Regions from separate parts of the Rattus norvegicus genome. Here region 1 is linked to region 2. Evidence: chromatin contacts called from public Hi-C data. All regions are on one chromosome and are shown on one strand. The core of a region is the stretch at or near the end of the contact, and the rest is flanking DNA. Distances in the headings are between cores, read along the strand shown. Region 1 has its middle 74 kb from the start of Itgb8. Region 2 has its middle 120 kb from the start of Abcb5.

Region 1 (3,016 bases), core at 412-2,911, 230 kb after region 2:
TAGATTTTAAATGTAAAAATACAATATGCTTTAAAACATAATTTTGTGTATGACTTCTTTGCACTAGGAAAAGTTTTTTGATGAGCTGTGATAGTAGCCAGGGAGGCCATTGCTGACATATGCAGACTCTGATGTTTAGTCAAGTCATTTGAAAATTGGGACAATGTTAGTTGTCTATTTTATCGGTTTTAAAAGCTGGATAGTTATGACAGTATTTCTTAACCTCACAAATGGAAAGCGGCGGCTGTAGGATGTAAACAGAAGTTCCAGCCTGGCCGAACTTTCTCTCGTTTGCTATTCATCTGTGGGTAAATTTCAAAACTGATGAGCATTAAGGCTGATTGGCTTTAGTGTCTATGTCATAGATATCACAGATTTTGGGTTTCACATTTTTCTCTTACATAGTGTTCTCTTTACCCATCTCTCCTGCTATTTTCCTGCTTAAGGGATTATCAAGCCAGCCATATAAGCCAGACAATCCTGACTTATTAGCAGAATGAGTTTTTGTGTGTTTGAGCTTGTTTGGTTTTTAAGACAGGGTCTCAATTTGTAGCACTGGCTGCCTTGGAACTTCCTGGGTAAACCAGGCTGGCCTCAAACTTACAGAGATCCTGCTACCTCTGGAGTGCTAAAATTATATGACCCACCATGCCTGGCACAGAATGAAATCTTACTTACACATATCGCTGGTGGCTATAACTATGCTATCAGGCACAATTGAGAAGTTTCACCTACGACCTCATAGTCTAAAGTCTTTACTGTTTAACCCCTTGTTGAAAGCATTTGCTGGCCTCTGCTATACATGTAAAAGCATTTCTTTACTTCTGTGAACAACATCGGCATTCTTGTTACTTGCCCCTGCTAGCACTCATCTATATGTCTTTAAAATTGTTTCCCCAGAGTAGCTAACTCATCAGAGAAATGCCTGGAAGGTGGAGGAGCATTAAGGAAGGGATGAGAAGAACTCATGCATCTGACAAAGATGGGATTGAAGGTGCTCAGCACATGACTGCGCTTTGCTGCCATCTATGGGTACCAAGAGCCTTCTGAGCCCCTGAATCTTAACATACTAGGTGTACTGAAATATTTTTTCAGTTTGTTCCTAGTTCATTTTAAGCAAACAGACTTATGATGTACTTTCTGAATTTTTCCTTCTCATAGTACACATGTCTGTCCAGATTGAAATCACTGACAAATACATAGGAGAGAAGAAAGTTTTCGAGCAAATGGTGATTCAGTCCTCAGGAAAATGGTATCATCATTTGGTGTGTGTGCGTGTGTGTGTGTGTGTGTGTGTGTGTGTGTGTGTGTGTGTACGTGCATGAATGTGTACAGCAGTATAATTTATATTTGACAACTGTATTTTATGGAATAAAATCTTTTAACTTAGCTACTAGAGAAATATGCCAGCTATTAATTTACTGACTATCCTCCAACCCTACCCTTTTTCCTTGCTCTGTAATAACAGAGATTGGCCTTGTTAAACAGGGTCAGTACAGGGTACACTGTTTATTTCTCAGCAAATCAACCATAACTCCTTCTACGACACTCGTTCCAGGTGGCTTCCTTTGATATCAGCTGCTGTCCAGATGGGTTTCGGGGTAGTCACCAACAAAGTGAGTAGGCCTCCAGTGAATTCATCAGTATTCCAGAAAGAATTTTTCCTTTGACTGACAAGTCAGAGTCCTGCTTGGCCACAAACAACACAGTGAAGTCATGTACCATTCCATGGGCATCAACTCTGCTATTTTAATGAGGCGTGTTGAAGATTCTTGTCGGTTCGTCCTTCCTTTGAGAAGTCTCTCCCAGAAGTCCTGTTATATTTTTCTCTCCTCTTCCACCATTTTTACTCAATTTATTGTGATTTCAACTCCTGTTGCTACTTCTTTATAATATTTTTCCTTGTTTATATTATTTTACAGTTTCTCTCTTCTGATTACATTATAACTAAAGTAGCAGAGAGCTAAGAACAGACTATGTTTGTTTCTAAAACATTTAACAAATTAAATTTCCCCAGTATAAAGAACCCATTGAGTGAATTGACTTTTGTATAAGCCTTACAATGAAATTACTGAATCATTTTCTACTTAACAAATCCCTTTGGTGTATGAGCAACCTCTGGGAATTCATGAGCAATAGTGGGGCAGAGAAAATACTTCACAATCTATCCATCTCCTTCAGAAAATGAACATGAAAAGAAAATGTTATCCAGTTTTGGTTTCCACAGTGACTATCCTATTTGAGTTCTAGCTACATTTATCCACATTCATTCATGAGACTATAATGGCTTCCTACCTCATTCTCCAATTCCGTCTCTCTGAAGAAAAGTAGAGGCTATCTTATACAGAGGTGAGATTTTCCCACAGCTTCTTTGCTAGGCCAAATCCAGCCAGAGATCAAGTCACTCCTAGGTAAAGTTTTACATAGATTAATGTTTTTCTAATTTACCTTCTTCTCTCTCATTTCAGAGTTTCCTATTCTTGTTTCTTTACTTCAGTCCCGGTGACACACTGGAAACTTGAGACACCTGTTTTGACAGCAGCTAGATGATGTGGATTGAAACCCAAGTTAAGATTTCTTTGCCTGTGGTAGATTTATAGTATATCTAAATGTAGACCACTGAATACCATTGTAGCTTCACTGAATCAGATTCCTGAGAGAGCAGGAAGCCAGAAACCTACTACGGTCCTGTTTTTCTTCCATGCAAGACTACTGAGTTAGGAACAATTTATAGTGGTATTATCCAATATTCATTTGCATTTTAATATTAGAAGTTCTAGTTTATTATAGACTGGATGAGCATGTAATCTTGAATTTACTTTTATCTGGGCCATTTCTACACCTGTTATAAGAGAGGTTTTTTTTTCAGTCTTTTAGTAAAAGCTCAGTCTTTGATCTGGATAATAAAGTCCTAAGGTTCAAAGATCGGCACAGGCGAGCTTCATGGTAAGTTTCTGAAAACAATATGTGTGCTTTTTTCTGTCTCAAAAAGTGATCCTCTATATAGATGAGTGAA
Region 2 (3,249 bases), core at 539-3,038:
ATCTATTTATAAAAAGAAGAATCAGGACAAGTCACATTGCATACTAACCTTCCTTTCTGAGATCAAATTTTGTCCTATTCACCATTTTTTTACTTGAAGTGACAACCACCTGTTACTTCGGATTGCTTTCTGACCACTACCAGAGCTGAGAAGCAGATTAGAAAGTCAGTTCTTAGACACAGAGTCAGATAAGACAAGACTGGACAATTCATTGGCTAATTCATATGCATTTTGGTAAAGCATGGTTTACTGGTCTTAGTTCATAGAACAAAACAATTAGATCCTAGATTCAGTGTGTTTCCTTTACAGATCAGGGTAAATAGTGACAAATTTTATGTTTCTGACTTATTTCATGTGCTTTATTCTTCTTCCTCCTTTTAGACAAGTTTCTCTGAATTCTATGAACATCTTTAGTATAATTTCAGTTCAAGTTCTAATGCTTTTCTTCTGTGTTTTCAATTGATATTATGTGTCAAGCCAGGTATATTTTATATAACAGGAGACTCTTGACATGTGTTGGACCTTGTGACCTCATTACTCTTATTCAGAGTGGGAAAGTGAGATACAGGAATGGAAATAGAAATAATACATTTTATGTCACATGGTCAATCTGCTCACTAGGTTATGGGCCCCAGCAGAAGCCATTCTTGGCTCTAACTTAGGCTCTGATCAGTTTGATGGGGGAGGTGAGGAAAGGCCAAGAATTAGTGATGGGGCCATGGTGTCAAGAGATAGTGATGACTTTGGCATGATCTACATGTTGTCCTGTCATGTGTAAAGCAATAATGGAGAAATATGCACATTAACCACATATGCAGATCATGTTTCTAGTTAATAGTGGTATTCAGGTAATACTGCATCTGCTTGAATGAAATGCTTAACACTATGCTCAAAACTGGTATTTTAGGAAGAGGGAATGTTGCAGAATTGCAGAGCTGTAAGAGCCATATTAGAAACCCTTAGTGTTATTCTGAATATTTTTATGTTTATGACCGTGATCAGTAAAATCACAAATAGGCTAATTAAAGCAAGTTTCTTTAGAAAAATAAAGATATTTAACTCACCACATTTGGTCATATGCCTGTTGAAAAAGAATGTTTTTTTCTTTGATAATTACAGAGGCAGAATCAGAGCCATCAAGGAACTTGGTACTTACAAGGTCAATACTAGTTGATATGTTTCCAAAAAACTGTACAAGAAAAGAGGTTTCAATATTTCATTGAGCAAAAATATACAAACTGCTCTCTTGGGGTCTGAGAGTCCTTGACCAGGGAGAATGATTCCATCGTGGAATCTGAACTTAGCTTTCCTGCCAACATCACATCTTGAGAGTCAGGATACCACAGAAGATTGCTAGGAGGAATGCTATATTTGAGGATCATCAGCTGGGACAGATTATGGAAGGCAAGCCTGTCAACCTGGGTTGGAAATGTCACAGGATAGGTAGGTAGGTATTTCCCGCAGGCTATGCTAAACATATCATGATAGGGGAATTGCAAGGAAAGTTACTATGTGGTGAGAGCTAAAACTGCCAACATGAGCTCAAATGTTTCCAAAAACAGTCTCACTTATCACTGCACATGAAAAGGCTTCTATATTTCATTGAGCAAAATAATACATATTTATTTAGTGAGCCATCAGACTGGTAGGGAGGGGGAGTTCTGGAGAGGAATTGTTTATTTTCCCTAAGAGTCTTTGGTTTCCACTAACTCAAGAGCAGACTTAATGTGAAGTTGAGCAGATACAGGGTCATATTCATCATTGGCCAAATGCCCCCCCTTCAGGCATTTCAAGTTCATTACCCTTTGTGCTCTGTAATCCCATGAGACCAATGGTAAAAGCTACCCACTGGATTCTCCTGTAGTTACTCATTTGCATGGATACTCATCTGAAAAATCACATATTCAGTAGTTAGCATTTGAGAATTTGCCTGTTTAGATTTCTGATAAGACTAAGGAGAAGCAGTCCAAAGTCTTAACAAACATGATTAAAATCTCTTGGTGTGTTATCTTTTCCCTTCATTTTGATCATAATACCAATGTCCAATGTTGTTTTTAGTTTGGAATTTACTCATGGTTCGGAAAACTTCATTGCCATCTTTTGTACTTTGACATTTAGATCTCCGAAATCTATTGTTGTGAGTATTTTTTTCAACCAGCACTTCTGCAGCATCTACTTCATGTCAAGCCTTTACTAGAAGATATAATAATTAGGAAATTAAAAGATAAAGGAAAAATATGGATGCATGTGAGTATTGTGAAAATATTGTAAAAGAGGTATTGTGAGGGTGGGAGAGAAAAGCATAACTACATAAGAAAACAACTTTAGTTGGTGGTAGAAAGGCTGGATCTGAAAGATCGTTGTAGGTGTGATAGACAGAAAAGGCTAGACCAGTGATTCTCAATCTGTGGGTCATGACCTCTTTGAGGGTTGAAAGACCTTTTTGCAGTGGTTGCCTAAGACCATCAGAAAATACAGATATTTATAGTATGATTAATAACAGAAGAAAAATTTGTCATGAAGCAGCAATGAAAATAATTTTATGGTTGAGGAGTCACCACAACATGAGTTATATTAAAGAGTCACAGTACTGGAAGGTTGAGAATCCTTGGGCTAAAGAACACAGTCCAGTAATCACACAAGTTCAAATTCTATCAAGGACCTAGAACATTCTCTGAGGAAATAGTAGGTGGGAAGGCCCCCCACCTTTACTAGAAACAAGATCTATTGAGTATGGTGGTTGAGAGGAAGAGTTGGTCAAAGAGATTTGGAGTCTGTCATGAAAGCTCTGATATGCATTTTATTCTATTGATGAAAAAGTGGTTATTGAAATTGTAAATCTGAGACATGCAATGATGAGCCCTGTTGTGACTTATGTGGGGATAAAATGGAGTTTAGAGAAAATTCTGGCAAGGGGTAGAGACCAGAGTCCATTGCAGGACTGCTGTGAGATCTGGTACACTTCTGAGATGTGACTAATACACATGTAGAATTGGCAGGACCTGGAGACGAAGGCAGTAGAACATCCATTCTTTCATCCAGCAGTTTGTAGAGCTCCTGTTCAGTGCCGGAGGCATTTTAGATATTGAGGGCATGAAAGTTAAAGGCAAAGTTCCTGCCTCTATGAAGCTTGCATTCTAGTGTGAGAAATAAGAATAAAGACTACCAATATGCACATTCATAACAGATTATGTGACATTAAGTGCTCCGAAGAAAAATAAAGCATGTGACTTTAGACCTTGAAACTTT

What was found. Hi-C and Micro-C count contacts between places; a contact is called where the count stands out from the background.
Region 1: a contact with region 2 is called in a Hi-C map of Schwann cells, with 7 times the contacts expected there. The contact joins two enhancer-like sites. A contact is called at or near these places in 2 of 12 Hi-C or Micro-C datasets (the A7r5 cell line and Schwann cells).

The regions. Positions count from the first base shown.
Region 1 is chr6:146,424,215-146,427,230 of GRCr8, forward strand. No RefSeq gene overlaps it. Among named protein-coding and RNA genes, the nearest start is that of Itgb8, 74 kb to the left of the region's middle. Within about 2 kb of position 1,662, at least 1 of the 93 cell types and tissues checked has an H3K27ac peak or open chromatin away from gene starts, as enhancers often do. A contact at or near this core is called in Schwann cells, where this site is marked.
Region 2 is chr6:146,192,808-146,196,056 of GRCr8, forward strand. No RefSeq gene overlaps it. Among named protein-coding and RNA genes, the nearest start is that of Abcb5, 120 kb to the left of the region's middle. Within about 2 kb of position 1,789, at least 3 of the 93 cell types and tissues checked have an H3K27ac peak or open chromatin away from gene starts, as enhancers often do. A contact at or near this core is called in Schwann cells, where this site is marked.